Linked DNA regions of Mus musculus: region 1 is linked to region 2. A link is a contact called in public HiChIP or PLAC-seq data. All regions are on one chromosome and are shown on one strand. Each heading gives the region's core, a stretch centred on a gene start, on an enhancer-like site or on the middle of the called end of the contact. The rest is flanking DNA. Distances are from core to core; before and after follow the strand shown.

Region 1 (7,625 bases), core at 4,548-7,047, 540 kb after region 2:
ATTGGGGTGATTTTGGTCCCCAGAAGACAGCAGGTAATTCTTGGAGGCATTCTGTTACAACTACTGGTGGGCTGCTATTAGCATGGGGGATAGTGGCCACACATACTACTAGACAGCCCATTGTGCACAACAGCCCCCATAATGAATTATCCAATGATAACAAAGCCAACATGGTAACACATGCCTGCAGCCCCAGCACTGAGCGGGTGGAGGGAGGAAGATCAGAAGTTCAAAGTCACCCTTTTGGCTACACAGCCAGCTCAACGGACAGGCTTCAAACAGTTCTGCTCTAATGCATTATTCAGTCATAAATATTTTTTAAGGCTTCATATATCTGATATTTGGATTTTTACTATGAATTTAAATAGCTGCAAAAATACGTAGTTTAAAGAACATTAAATACTGCATTAAGATTACAATGCTACTTGGGAGGCAGAGGCAGGCGGATTTCTGAGTTCGAGGCCAGCCTGGTCTACAAAGTGAGTTCCAGGACAGCCAGGGCTATACAGAGAAACCCTGTCTCGAAAAACCAAAAAAACAAACAAACAAAAAATTTACAATGCTATAGTACTCTTTAAAATAAAATTGGAAAACCAGAAGAACTTGATGTTCATCATCATCTGAGAACAGGCTCTTCTGTAAAATTTTTTAAAAACTTACTTCCATCTTAGGAAAAAGAATATATAATGTAAATACATAATAGTATTTGTTATAAACTGAATTATGCCTTAAAAATGGTTCCGTATTTGGAAATTGGTTCTTGGTGGATTTATCGAGGTAAGATGACATTATTAAGAGTAGGCCTTAACCTTTTATATAAAAAGTGAAAATGGCCAGATCTGGTAGCACAACACCTTTAATTCCTAGCACTGGGGAGGCAGAAGCAAGAGGATCTCTGTGAATTTAAGACCAGCCTGGTCTACATGGTGAGGTCTTGACTAGCCAAAGCTGCACGGTAAGACACTGTCTCAATAAAGAAGGGAACTGGGCACATGAAGGGAGGAGGTAAAGACACCCAGGGAGAATGCATGGAGGTAGAGGCAAGGATTTAGCCAATACAAGTGCAAAACAGCAATGCCAAGAATCACTGGCTACCATCAGTGACGGTACAGCAGAGGGAAAGGGACTGTGCTCTAGAGGCAGAAAGGAGCAAGGCTCTGTAAACACTTAGGCTTCAATGTCAGATTCCAAGCCCTAAGAGCCCACAAAAAGATGGGCAAAGTGCTAAAACTGCCCTATGACCTCATGTGCATCTGCACTTACACACACTGACTTAAGAGTTTCTTTGCTGTGATAAACACCATGACCAAAATCAACCATGAAGGAAAGGGTCTACTTCAGCTTACCGTTCCACAGCATACTCCATCTCTAAGGGAAGTTGGGGTGAGCAACCTGGAGGTAGGAGCTGATCCAGAGACTATGGAAGAGTGCTACTTACTGCTGTTCCTCATGGCTTGCTCATCCTGCTTTCTTAAGCAGCCAGGACCACCAGCCCTGGGGTAGCACAGCTCACAGTGAACTGGGCTTTCCACATCTGTCATCAATCAGGAAAATTCACCATAGGCTTTTCTCAACTGAGATTCCCTCTTCCAAAATGACCCGAGTTTGTGTCAAATATTCAGTCCCTAAAATAACTAGTCTATCTAAAATATTCAAAATCTCTCAACTGTGTGTTCCTATAAATTCAAACACAAGTTAAATACTTTTCTACTCCAAATGAGAAGAGCCAGGGCACAGTCACAATCAAATCTAAGCAAAACCAAACTGCAACAATTAAAAGTAAAGTGCACTGTCTAAGCTCACTTCTAAAAGGCCTTCATAGGGTGGGACCTGATTGGAGGACGTAGGTCACTGGAACATGACTCTGACTCGCCCTTATCCCATTATCTGTCCTTGCTCTGCTTCTACGCTGCCAAAATATGAACAATTTTCCTATACCAAGCCTTTCCATCATGGTGCCCCGTAGGCTCACATATTTGAATGCTCAATCACTAGTAATCGACACTATTTAAAAAGGGTTAGGAGATGTGTCCTTGTCGGAAGAAGTATGCCACTAAGGGTAGGATGTGAGGTTTCACAAGCCTACTCCAGACCCCAATGTCTTGCTCTCTGCCTGTGGATCATGATGTAGCTTTCTGCTCCTGCATCTGCACCATGCTCCCCGCCATGATGCTAAAGAACTAAGTCGGTAAGGAAGTCCCCAAGTAAACACTTTTATGAGACATGCCTTGGTCATGGTGCCTCTATACAGCAACAGAACAGTGACTAAGACAACATACTAGGGCACATCTTTAATCCTAGCACTGTAGAGGAAGAGGCAGGAAGATCTATCGCTGTGATTTCAAGGCTTACACAGCGACACCCTGTCTTAAAAAGAGAGAGAAGGCAGGGCAGTGGTGGCGCACGCCTTTAATCCCAGCACTTGGGAGGCAGAGGCAGGCAGATTTCTGAGTTCGAGGCCAGTCTGGTCTACAGAGTGAGTTCCAGGACAGCCAGGAATGCACAGAGAAACCCTGTCTCGAAAAGACCAAAAAATAAAGAGAGAGAGAGAGAGAGAAAGAAAGAAAAAAACAGAAGCACAAAACCTAACTAAATAACTGTATTTATATCTCTATAACAAAGCTTGGGAAGCAGAAGGAAATACAGGGATAAATACAGTTATCCTGACTTAAGTATTACACACACACACACACACACACACACACACACCATTTTATCAGACAACTAATATACAACAGTTAGTTTTTATAAATCAGTTAAACATAAACTTAATTAAAAACTTAAAAGCATGATCTATATAACAGATTCTAATGCTATACAATAAATATGCATAAAAACACCCCAGATTATATAATTAAGAAAACTTGTTTCTTAACCTAAATAGTGACACTGGTTATAACTCTGCAGGAGCATGCAAGGACCCCTGGGTTCAATCACAAGCACAAAATTAATTAGTTAGTTAACCAACTAATTAATTGAATGTTGACAATTTTAATCAATTTCCAAATCTAAATTATTCTAAAAACTGAACAATATTATCTAACACAACATAAAACACATTTATTAATTACCCTTAGGGGTCATGCACTGTTACTTGAAATAGGTAAAATTTTATAAAACATTTCAAAGACATGATTCTAGAAATCTTACCATGAGCTGTGTAGTTTGTACAATTAACTGGTTCTTGCGTAGCATCATTTATTTTTGGTTCTTTACAAATATATGTTTAAAAAGTTAAGGAAATTTGAATTATATTTCTAGCATAAAACACTATGTTTTAAATGTCTTACATACTCCTACTGATTCACATGTACAGAGAGGCTTTAAGTTTGTACTAATCAACAAACTCAGACACAATTACACTTTTAAACTTGCTGTGGTGGTGCATGCTTTTAGTCGCACTTGGGAGGCAAAGGCAGGAAGATCTCTCGAGTTCAAGGTCATCATCTACAGAATGAGTTCCAGGTCTGACAGGGCTATGTTGAGACCCTATCTCAAAACAAAACACCCAAATACACTTTTTTAGTGTTCCCTAGAAAATAGTTGAAAGTTAAATTATTGTATAGAAGTCATAAAATAAATTTCTATCAAAAGTTCTAGCAGATGATGCCATCTTCGAAGAATATCAATCCGGGAACAGACAGAAAGCAGCATCAAATTAAAAATCTTCACCAAATTATTTTTAACTTTAAAAACAGATCAGTTTCCAGAGCTCTGGATTCAACTAATTCACACTTAATTCCATGTAACACAAACAGATGAGGAAGATATTGTTATTCCTATGCCACAGAAGCACTAGCTGAGTGTTTAACTTTGAGTGGCTTATCCAGTCATGTAAGTGACAGGCAGCCAAATCAGATCTGTTGACTCAAAGCTGGGATACTGTGCATCTGTTGTAGTTGTTATCTCTGTGGTCAGTGGCTCCAGTAGGATCTTAAGTTACTGAAAACCACTCTCGAATAGATGTTAGAACAATAAGAATGTTTCTAAGTTTTATTGTCCAAAGATTGTATGGTTCACACTGCAATGGGATAGGTATGGTGCATACAGGGTGTCTCTAGTCACAGGTGGACCCTTATTTGGACTTCTGAATCACTTCTGGAAAGGTCATCTTTAGTTAGTTGTCATTAAGGCAATGTTCAGTTGTCACCAGAGTTCTACAGGCTCAGTCACTTCTCACAAGGGTTCAATAGCTCATAATCAGCTCAAATACTTCTTAGAAGGACACTCTCATCTTTCCTAAGACAATGATAAACTCAGTATGTCAGCAACTCCCTGCATAATGGGGTTGGCAAAGCAAATTAGAGGTAATCTGTGCAAATCTAATGCATGCTCTCCTTAACTCACAGATCTCTCTCTCTCTCTCTCTCTCTCTCTCTCTAAGTCAGGGTTTCTCTGTTTCTCCTGGCTGTCCTGGAACTCACTCTGTAGACCAGGCTGGCCTCAAACTCAGAAATCTGCCTGCCTCTGCCTCCCGAGTGCTGGGATTAAAGGCTTGGGCCACCACTGCCTGGCAGATTCTCTTAATTGTAAGATTTTTCTTAAGACTCTTTCTTGCTTCTGCAGGTTTGAGGATCTGTACACAAATGTCTGAGGCACTGTGTCAGTACCCAAAGTTTTGTTCAAACATAGTTTTTTGAGTATAACACGAATTTCACCTTGTTGCTCTGCGGTGCGCTAATGTAATAAGACAGTTCACCCATTCCTAAATCAGATTTCTCATCTGTAAATAAACACCCAACGAAACTGTTGTGGTAATTAAATTAGCATAAATGCTCCCTTAAGTTGGTAGTCACTGGTATAAGTATGTTTTAGACTTAAATTATTTGCTCATTCAAAAGCCCCCACCCCTAACTATGGCCAGTTGATGGCTGCTAAGTTAGAGAGTCATAGGTTTAAGTCCCAGGTAAGGCAACCATGCTTCAGCGAATAGCCCCATACCACTGTAGATATGAACAGCACATATCTGACTCCCTGTGTTAGTTTTCTTTTTTTTTTTTAAGTGTGTGTGGTAGGGGTCGAGGTTAAGGGGGAGTGGGAGGGAAGACAATGTAGAAGGAGTTTGAGGTTGAATATGATCAAAATCCACTGGGTGAAATTCTCACAAAGAACTAATACAAATATTACATTTTAAAACATCCAAGAGGATCTCTAATTTTAAAACATAATAATAAGTTGTCTAAAATCACAAAGTGAAGCCATCTGAGGATGGCTGTAGGTGATATATGTTACGTTAATGACAAGTGAGACACATGCATTGGTTCACTAGTAATTACTTGTCTCCCTCAACACCTGCAAACTTTCAGGAACGCGTCGAACAATTTTCGCATCTTTTGTGTCTGGGACACAACCTAGATGTGTGTGTGTGTGTGTGTGTGTGTGAGTAAGTGGGCAAGCCGGTAAAATCCATGGTCAATCGGAGAAGGAAGTGCCAACCACTGATCGGTCCAGGGAAAGCCCACGGTGCTCGCCCTTCGTCCCCACAGCCCTCCTCACCTCCCGGGGTCCAATGGTCACTAGAGCCACAGCGGAGGCCACGGTCCCCATCCCACAGCCCGGGGTCCAGCTGACCGCCTGAGAACGGCGGCTTTCCGGAGGATATTGTCCCACCCTGAGGTCCTCACACTTGGGTGTCTCCTCGCCCCCGACAGCGCCAGAGGCAGCAGCCCCACAGTGTCCCGCGGCGACCGTCACGAGCCACAGGGTGCGGAGAAGGCCCGGAGGCCCCGCCGCTGGGGAAGCCCGACCCGCGGGCCAGGCGGCCGCCATGTTGGGCACCGCGTCCTCGCGCTTCCGGTTCCGCCTCCTAGAGAAGGAAGGGCCTTAAAGGGGCCTGGCAACCGTGGCGCAGCTTAGGGCTTCTAAAGGCTACTCCCTAGGATAACTTGGCACAGCTACATCAGCGAGGTTTTCGAGGGTTGTTGTTGTTGTTGTTTAAATATGTTCGCTTGTTATCTTTGAGCAGGGACCATCTTAATCTCTGTATCGTTCCAATTTTAGTATATGTACTGCCAAAGCAAGCATGGAAACTTTAATAATAATAATAATAATAATAATAATAATAATAAAAACATGCCCATGTCCCAGGGAGACTGCTCAGAGTGTAAAGGCACTTGTTCCGGAGCCTGAAAATTATTTAAATTCAATCCCTGGAACCCACATGATGGAAAAAAAAAAACGGATTTTCACATACACACACACTTTTTAAAAAACTGAATAATTATATAAAAAAATACACGTTTGGGAGTCTTCTCTAGTAGCTTCCCTGAGAACCCTCACAAGGAGACAGAAACTGCTCCTTCTGATGAGCCCCAGCTCCTGGTGGGCACCAGTGTTGATCCTGGAGGCTCTAAAGGATGAGGGTTTCCCTAGGGTTGGAAGAATTTAGATTTAGACTATCTAGAAGTGACCCAAGTGCAATTCTAGATTGCTGTAGACATTATATAGTGGACAAGTGTTCGAGGACAGAATATTGGGCTGAAGAGATGGCTTAGGAGTTGAGAACACTTGCTGGTCTTACAGAGAACCAGGTTAGGTTCCTAGCACCCATGTATTGGCTAAAGCCCTGTAATTCCAGTTCCAGATTGAAGGTCCCCTTCTAGCCTTCTCAAGCTCTATGCACATATTTGGCTCCATGGGTAAAATCCTTTGTTGCTCTGCCTGACAAATGAATTCAATCCCTGGGACCCACAAGGTGGAAATAGCAGACAAAACACTCACATGCATAAAATAAAAATAAATATTGAAAAAGACAGAATATCAGTTATACATCTTACACAATGATAAAAGAACCTTTCCACTTAACTACTACTTGGACTCAGAATGTTCTAGTGATTTTTTAAAATACAACATAAACCCAAAGGACTAAAGGAAGCAATTCTGTGCCTCAGGATTATTGAAATTATGATAGAATTAGATGGTTTCCTGCTGAGTGCAAGAATACTGCTGATCTGTGTATCAATTTTAATACAGATTTAAAACAATTACTTAGAACTGCTGATGCTTTGCTGATTAATCCCATTACTGGATCTATTTTATGGCTTTAGTGATTATCTTTATTCTCTTCCACAATATGTAAATTTAAAAGAATTAAAAGGATTCTGTAAGACAGCAATGAAACTATAAAACTTTTGACTCCTGAGCTGGGATAGTGGTAGAGTTGCCTAGCAAGCACAAGTCCCTGGACATAGTCCCCTGCATCCCATGGACAGAAAATTGACTCTTGAATTGATGATGTATTAAAGTATTGATGATGTGTCACTTCCTCTTACAAGCCTCTTACGTCTGTAATAAAGTAACTTCTCTGTTTTGCAGTCTCATGATCACATAAATTACCATGATCACATAGCTGCTACATTATTTAAATTTGATAGAAACTTAAGCCTCATTTTTTATTTTCATTCTTCTCTCATAGATTGCATTTCAACTAGTTTCCCTCCCCTCCCCAGTCTTCTCTCTTTCTCTCTCCCCAACCCCCCCCCTCTCTCTCACACACACACACACACACACACACATCCTGCCCCTGCTCTGCCTCCTCTCAGAAAAGAGGAGGCCTTCCAGAGACTTCAACCAAACACAGCATAACAAACTACAATAAATTCAGGCACATAGCTCATATCAGATCA
Region 2 (7,205 bases), core at 2,507-5,006:
GACCCTGTGTTCTCTAAATGTTGTTGTTGTTGTTTTTCTGGATAGTTGTATGTGTTTTACTCCATTTCCCTGAAAACATATTTCCTGGAAGTTGAAACTGGAGTGTGGTTCTTCTGGGGTCCAGGCATCCTGGCATCCTGGGGCTTGCTCAAGTTGAATTTCACATTGTGCAGACACTGACAGAGCTATGACTCGGACTTACTAGGAAGGCTCTTTACAAGTGAACAGGAGTATCATAAATTTACCACAAACCAGGTAAATCCCAAATGTTTGGAGTCAAACAGAATACCTTCACGAAACCTAAAATTCTCAGGATTTATTTGATTCATCAAGGAAGATATTCTGTGGTCTGAAAACACTTAGGGGTATTGTTATGAACAGAATTCTTGTGTGGAGATATTTTGCGTGTGTCTATGCCTAGACATGCACTCGAAATCTTTTCTGATCAGTAATGTAAAATGATCAATTTTGGCTTTTCTGCTCCCAGAATAATTTACCACCTGTTGTGGAAATGCACCTTGAGCCTTCGATATTTTGTTTAAACTGCTGTGGGAACACACGTTATTTTCATTTGGCTTTTAAGTAGTTGTGCTCTTAATAATACTATGTGAGTTTTCATGGTCCTAGCCACACTGACATCTGTGTTCTGAAATTTCAGTTGGATTAAGACACTGCCTTGGTTCGAGGGTTGAAAATTGGTGAAACGGGAGAACCCAGGGTTGTGTCTGTGTATGTTGCAATTAATATTGACAAGTAGGCAGACGTCCAGCATCGTCCGAGGAAGCTGACTAATGTTCATTAAGCACCGGTGCCCGTGAGCCTGTGAGGAGCTTCAGCTGCTTGATTAGCAAGAGCAACACGGAGTTCTTGTGCGTTTCGGTTTTCATTGCATACTGAATGAATGACCAGCTGCACCTCGGTGGCGTGGGATAGTGACGGTAGCAGGCACCCTGAGACACTGGGTGTCCTGGTGTGCATTAGGCACTTGTAAACCCTTATGAAATGAGTGAGGGATCACTGTTGCCAAGCCCTTACAATGTCTGGACCTGCATCCCCAGGAACTTCATCCACATCTCCACCTTTTACCGTCTAACCACAACAAACTGCTTTTTATCTTTTGATCCCTCCTCAAAACCTCTGTATTTTTATTCTTCTGCTTCAAAGGACACTCTCCTAATATATTGGATGTGGTTAATTCCTACTGTTTTTTTTTTTTTTTACTTAGCACCTGGTGGGAGAGTGTTCAGGGGGTGTTATGGTGGGGGTCTTCTTGAAGGCCTGCTGTATGAACTTTGGGAAGCTACAGGAAGTTACTAACTGTGATACAAAATTGATGTTTCTAGACCTTTTTGGAGAGTGTGGGTTATCTTCATCATTTATATATGCATCTCATAATTGTAGTGCACTTTTTATTTGGAAATGGAAAAAGCACAGTTTCCCAGTAACTTGGAAAAGAAAGTCAGCTGCAGGTTCCCTCTGTGTATAGAATACACTGAGCTGAATCTCAGGTGAAGGAGCTCTCTGGGAAAGTTACCTTCCTTCCGTGTACATTATCCTACATTTCCTACTTAGGCAAGAAATAAAAGGGAGGCCCCACTGTTCCCTTTCTAATTGAGTTTAGGAAGGTATGGCTAGATAGTAGGATATAGTAGGAAGATGTGGTAGGGTCTCAGGAAATAGTTTCTGTGGATGAAAAAGGAGGTTCCTTCCTCTTTTTGCCTTCTAACAATCACAAATCAACCTCTAGTGTCTCACTGCTGCTCTCTTCCTTTGTGGCTGGACGTGCTTCACCTCGGTCTCCACTTGGCACTTGGTAAAACTAGATTCATCTGGTACCTGGCTTCTTACTGGTATAAGCTCTGTTATCCATGGGAAATGCTTAGAAAAATATAAGGCAGAGGAAGGGCTAGCCAGCCAAATTCATAGGCAGCAAACAGGTTCACTCCGAAACCAACAAGGTGGTATGGAAGACAGCAAAAACTAGCCGAACCTCTGTTATCCTTTTCTTGAAGTAGGCTGGACCAGGTTTTCAGTCTTCTGGTGATGACAATTTGATGCTGGGAGGTTACTTACCTTCCCCTCTGTAGCTTTCGAATATGTATAGTTGGGGGTGGGAATGTACTATTAATTTTTAGGGTGGTTTGGCAGTTAGAAATTATTTTACATATGCCCAGTCTCTACCTGATGTAGAGTGTATGTTAGTTATCATTTTATCATTGCTGCAGTGATACTGTCATAGGGTACAGCAGCTTTTAGGCAACCACTGAAGGTCAGGGGCTTCTCTGGTTCGATTTAGACTCCTCCATACGTCTTCAAAGGAAAATTTCTCTTTCCCCTTGGGGAGAAATTAACCTACGGTACAAAGGGAGTTGAGAGTCTGCGCTCTGCTTTCTGAGTGTTTCAGAGATGGCCAGAAGTTGATACCAGTCACTGGAAAGCCACTAGGCAACATGAACGCCATGGTCAGGGTGATAGAACATGGGGCCTTGGCCTGCTCCCAGGGCTCAGCCTCTGCTCCCTGAGCCTCTCATTTCCTAAGTCCCTTTCTGTCCTGAGTTCTGCCCCTGTTCCCTCGGGCCCAGCACAGCAGACCAAAGGGCTTTCTTGGCCATCCAGCTGCTTTAGGTTCAGTGGAATCCTTCCTGATCAGTGGGGGGTTAGTACAGTGGCCCTGCTTGGGTTCAGTTAGTGCAATGGCCTTGTACTAACTGGTCTTGTTGCTCCAAGAAATGTTAGCAAAGCAGTGCCTGGACCTTGGACTATGCTTCATGTTTGACCTTTGGTGGCATCTTTTTGTGAGCCAGCACACCTGGCTAAATGTCTTTCAACTCCGAAATTATGCCGAGTGGAAGTATTTTGAATAAATGTAAACAGAGAAGGAATTTTGCCTGCAAACTTTAGAATTCTCATCTCACTTGGCTGTAGTAACTGCTTATTACAGTAGGCTTCTTTGTGGTTGATGATAATAAACAAGGAATGGATTTCCAACAGAAATTTCCCCCAGTCTTCCCTAGGGCATCTGAAGTGCCTTTTTTCTCCTGTGGGCTCCAGAGTCATGGGCAGTGTTGAACAATTAGCCCAGAGGGAAGCCCTGGAAACAGTTGGTCCCTCAAGGCTTGGGAAGTCACAAAGGCTGTGCTGGCAAGGGGGAGGAGGGAGGGATGATGTGGGGGCTGGGGGGGGGTACTCAGAGGTAGTGAGAGGGGTGGGGGTGGGTTGTTTCCCAGATAGTTTTCAAAGAACAGAGGTTGGTGTGCTTTGCTGTGGGCCCCGAGAACAGTGCAAGTCTGCTTCAAATTCTTCTTTGTCTTTATCTGGTACTTTCTCTAGCACATTCCTTTTGGCTTAACAAAGTGTCTTCCTTTCCTGTTTCATGGTCATTGATAACAAGAGCTTGAAGGCTTTTTGCTTCCAGGCTCTGCATGGAGTGGAAAGAGGAACACATAGGAGGGGGACTTGCCATCTTAGAGATGTTTCCCCATTTTTATCACACAAGGGGAAAGCTGTCCAGTGTGCAGAGAGGACCCAGGTTTTCATTTTAGTCTAGGGGGTGATTGATTGCCTTTCTTTCAAGGGCCTGATGGAGGAGGTCAGAGTCTTAGAAAGGGAAGAAGCCAGGGAAAGGGAAAGAAGAAAGAGTGAGATTTATGGCCTCCTGCATCACGGCTTTTATGTCGCATAACTATTCCCAACACTGGAAGTTCATGACACGCTCGCTGAGAAACAGCTCTGGAGTACAGAGCAGTGATCTGCATGCAAAGAGGAAATTACACAGTCCAGCCTCTGCTCTGCCTGCTGCAGAGAGCACACTCAGCCCGTGATGGACACAGGTTCCAGTGGCTGCTGGGCATGAGCTGGACCACCCAGCACCACTTACACTGTGCACAGGGTGGCTGGCGATGCTGTTTATAAAGCATTGTTTCAGCAAACAGACTTTGCTGTTGCTCCTTCTGCATCTGCCCTCTTCACTCCCAATGTGGAAGCCTTGGGCATCTCATGCCAAAGAACACTGCACTAATAGAGCCTCTGCCTCCACCCCTACCTTTGATAATTGAAGATCTTTTAAAATGTTTTTGTCTTCCATTTTTTATTCCATATGGGCCCTTAGGTAACATGACCCAGTGTGGCCATTAAATGGCCCTGCTTACAGTTGGATTGCTGGGTACAAAGCAAATTTATGGTTGTTTATTCTCTCCTCCTATCAGCTATTAGTGCCTAATCATATGGTCTATCGATCATGAGATTAATCGCCTGCCCATAGAGGCAGCGGGTCTTGTGGAATGCTTCCCTGCGCCAGAATGAACTTCAACCTTTTATACAAACTGGAAGAGTCAGAACCATCATTCACTGCCTGGAGCCCCAGGAGGTAAATCCCTGCTTCTCCAAGCAGTGTTCTCTTCACTTCCTTCCCTTGTGTAAAACTTCAACTCATTGATTCAGACACACACAGAGCCTTTCTGAGGCACCCTATACACAATGACATAAGCTGCAAATACGTGGGCTTTATTACACGAGGCCCACAGTCTGCATAATTAAAGATCTCTCTGCACTCCTATTATAAATTCTCATTTTGCAAGATTTATAGCTGGGCTTTTAAATTTTTCTCAAGCTAAGACTTTCTAAGAGTGTTATGATCAGAGGTCTATTTTCTTTTTTTTTTTTTATGAAATGTGTTTCTTTGAAGATATAAAAAGCAAACTCTAGAAACCCCGTCATAGAGGTGTCAGCACACAGAGGTTAGCCATGTAAAGAGTAGGTACTCTGTACCCTAGAGTGGCTTTGCTGACCTTTGTCCCTCTGCAGTTATGAGGGCCAGAAGCCCTGTGGTGTCCTGCCGTGTCTGGATGTCCTGCTCTGTCTCTATAACTCCAAGGAGGAGGAGGCTGGGATCATACGCCATTGATCTTTTCCCAGCCTTGCTTTTACTTAGCCTAGCTTTCTCAGTGTGAGTCCTGAGTTTGTTCAGTGAATGACCCTCAGCAGGGACTAGGAGACTTGCTTCTTTGTGTTGACACTGCCCTTGAAGGCAAGGGTGTACACGTTTAGGTGACACTCTGCAGTCTCTGAAGACAAGTTCCCTGCTAACAAAATGACTATACATTCTGGGCTGGTCACTGGTGTTCTGTGGGTTAAATGCTACTAGAATAGTGCCTTCAAATGTTTGATTGGAACATGTCAATGGAGTTTGCCATGACCTCACTGCTCCCTATTAGTCACAGTGTCATCACAGAGTATCAGCAGCCTGCTTTATCTCACCTACGCCATCCTCAAGCACTTATGATTTCTTCCGGTATTTTCCTATAACATGATCCTTGGTTACTAGGGTTTGAAGTCTGATATTTGGGCTACTAAGTGATGCCTCTGGCTGTTACTTTAACCCTCTGTTCCAGTCCTGTTATTCTCAAGAATCTCAGCTATTATTATTTTTTGTTTCATTTTGTGTTTTGTGGCCCAGATAAACAGCAATGGATGATTAATTTGTTTTCTCCCTTTGAAGTAAATAAGTATGTATAGTTGAATACACTGAGCCATTGTACAGAAGGTGAAATGGTTTTGTGTGACTAGTTGGTTGATAGTTTAGCTTGTGTGATTGCTTGGTGGGTCAGTGTGGAGGTCCTGTTTGAGGTTTTGATATGCTAAAAATAGCTCCCAGATCTTTCTGACTTTTCCCACTTGTGGTGTTTGTAGGCTTAGCGTAAAGTTTACTCTTTCACACGCTGTTGGAGTCCTTGTCTGTCTACACTTGCTCCTTCTTATTTCGCAACTTCCTTTCACTGGTGCTGTGCTGCAGCCTCCCGTACAACCTGTCTCTTGCTGTGGTAAGATGAAGGGAACTCTCTCATGTGAGTTTACTCAGAAGCCTGATAGCTGTAGTTTCCTTCTATAGTCAAGAGCATTTTGAAGGATTTGCTCTAAAACAGTGGTTCTAAACCTGCAGGTCGTGGCCACTTTGAAGGGTTGAATGACCCTTTCACCGGGGTCACCTAAGACCATCAGAGAACACAGACATTTACATTAAAATTCAAAATAGTACCAAATTACAGTTATGAAGTAGCAACAAGAATAATTTTATGGCTGGGGTCACCATAACACGAGGAACTGTTTTATTTTAAAGGGCCACAGCATTAGGAAGGCAGAGAAGCTCTGCTCTAAAGGACGGGAAGTCAGTATGATACACGATCCTCTCTTTTGGCTCAACTCAAATCTATTGAACTCAGGTTACTTGTGAATATTTTAACTTGCACATTTAAATGCATACATTTAAACAAAGCCCATTAAAGATCTGTACTGTAGAAGTAGTCTGTGTATAAACTACCTTTTAATTGAAGCTTGTCCTATCATGCTTAAATAATACAAAAGTAAAAGCTTTTGAAGATGGCAGGCCAGTTGGTCCCCATGGTTGCATGAATAGTTTGGGCTCTGGGGTTGGACTGGCTTACCCAGTCTGTCAGTTATGAATATGTTGAGAATACCTGGCAGAACCCTTGATGTCCTTGCCTATAAAATGGGATAATACTTTGTTCCGAGGAATAAATGAAAATGACTTAAACAGAGGACATACAGGCCATGGAATAAATAATGAATATTCATCATCATTTAGCTAGAATTTAATGAAGCTCTATTTCTGAGCTTGGAGGCTTTTCTTTCCTGACCATAGCCAGTTCACCATACCTTGGGAAAACTGGTGGTGCACTGATGTTAGCATACTGATACCAAACTAAGTCTGGATCAACATGGCACACTATAGCCCAGAATCCCTGGACTCAAGCAATCCTCCTGCCTCAGTTTATCAATTAGCTGTGATTATGAGTGTGTCCCACTATGCCCAGTGAGATTTTTCATTTAAAGAGCATGAATGTATATCTCATGAAGACTTCCCATATTTGCTGAGTTACCCATGTTTCCAGGAGGTTCTATTGTGGTACTTTCTTATTTGCCATCAAAGGTCCCAGATGTATTGCTTTCCATGTTTCTGAAAACATGCTAAGACCTAGATCTAATATAATGACATGACTGTTTCTCTAAAGTTTTCTTCCCTCAGACCAGTCTCAAAGTTTCATTGCAGAAATCTCATGGACCATGCTGCCATCCTCTGTTATTTCATGCTAGTAAAAGTATGAATGTGACTGTTGGACTGGCAAGATGGATCGGCAGAGATAGGCACTTGCTGCCAAGCCTAATGACCCTAGTTCAACCCTCTGGTC

The links. HiChIP or PLAC-seq counts read pairs in DNA pulled down with a chosen protein or histone mark.
Region 1: a contact with region 2 is called in an H3K4me3 HiChIP or PLAC-seq map of forebrain, with 3 times the contacts expected there. The contact joins the promoter of Tm2d1 here to the enhancer-like site in region 2. A contact is called at or near these places in 5 of 39 promoter capture datasets (the 3T3-L1 cell line, cranial neural crest, embryonic stem cells and 2 more), 4 of 115 datasets of contacts at active chromatin or transcription factors (bone marrow-derived dendritic cells, bone marrow-derived macrophages, craniofacial prominence and 1 more) and 1 of 9 other capture datasets (adipose tissue).

Annotation. Positions count from the first base shown.
Region 1 is chr4:98,377,468-98,385,092 of GRCm38.p6, forward strand. It overlaps Tm2d1 (TM2 domain containing 1), which reads right to left and starts at 5,798. Exons shown (of 7, transcript NM_053157.2): 1 at 5,603-5,798; 2 at 3,151-3,224. The coding sequence starts at 5,769.
Region 2 is chr4:97,836,190-97,843,394 of GRCm38.p6, forward strand. All of the region lies in intron 2 of Nfia (nuclear factor I/A), which reads left to right. Gm19417 (a long non-coding RNA gene) reads right to left here. Exons shown (of 2, transcript XR_376437.4): 2 at 4,651-7,205. Among named protein-coding and RNA genes, the nearest start is that of Gm19417, 29 kb to the right of the region's middle. Within about 2 kb of position 3,757, at least 56 of the 459 cell types and tissues checked have an H3K27ac peak or open chromatin away from gene starts, as enhancers often do. A contact at or near this core is called in adipose tissue and forebrain, where this site is marked.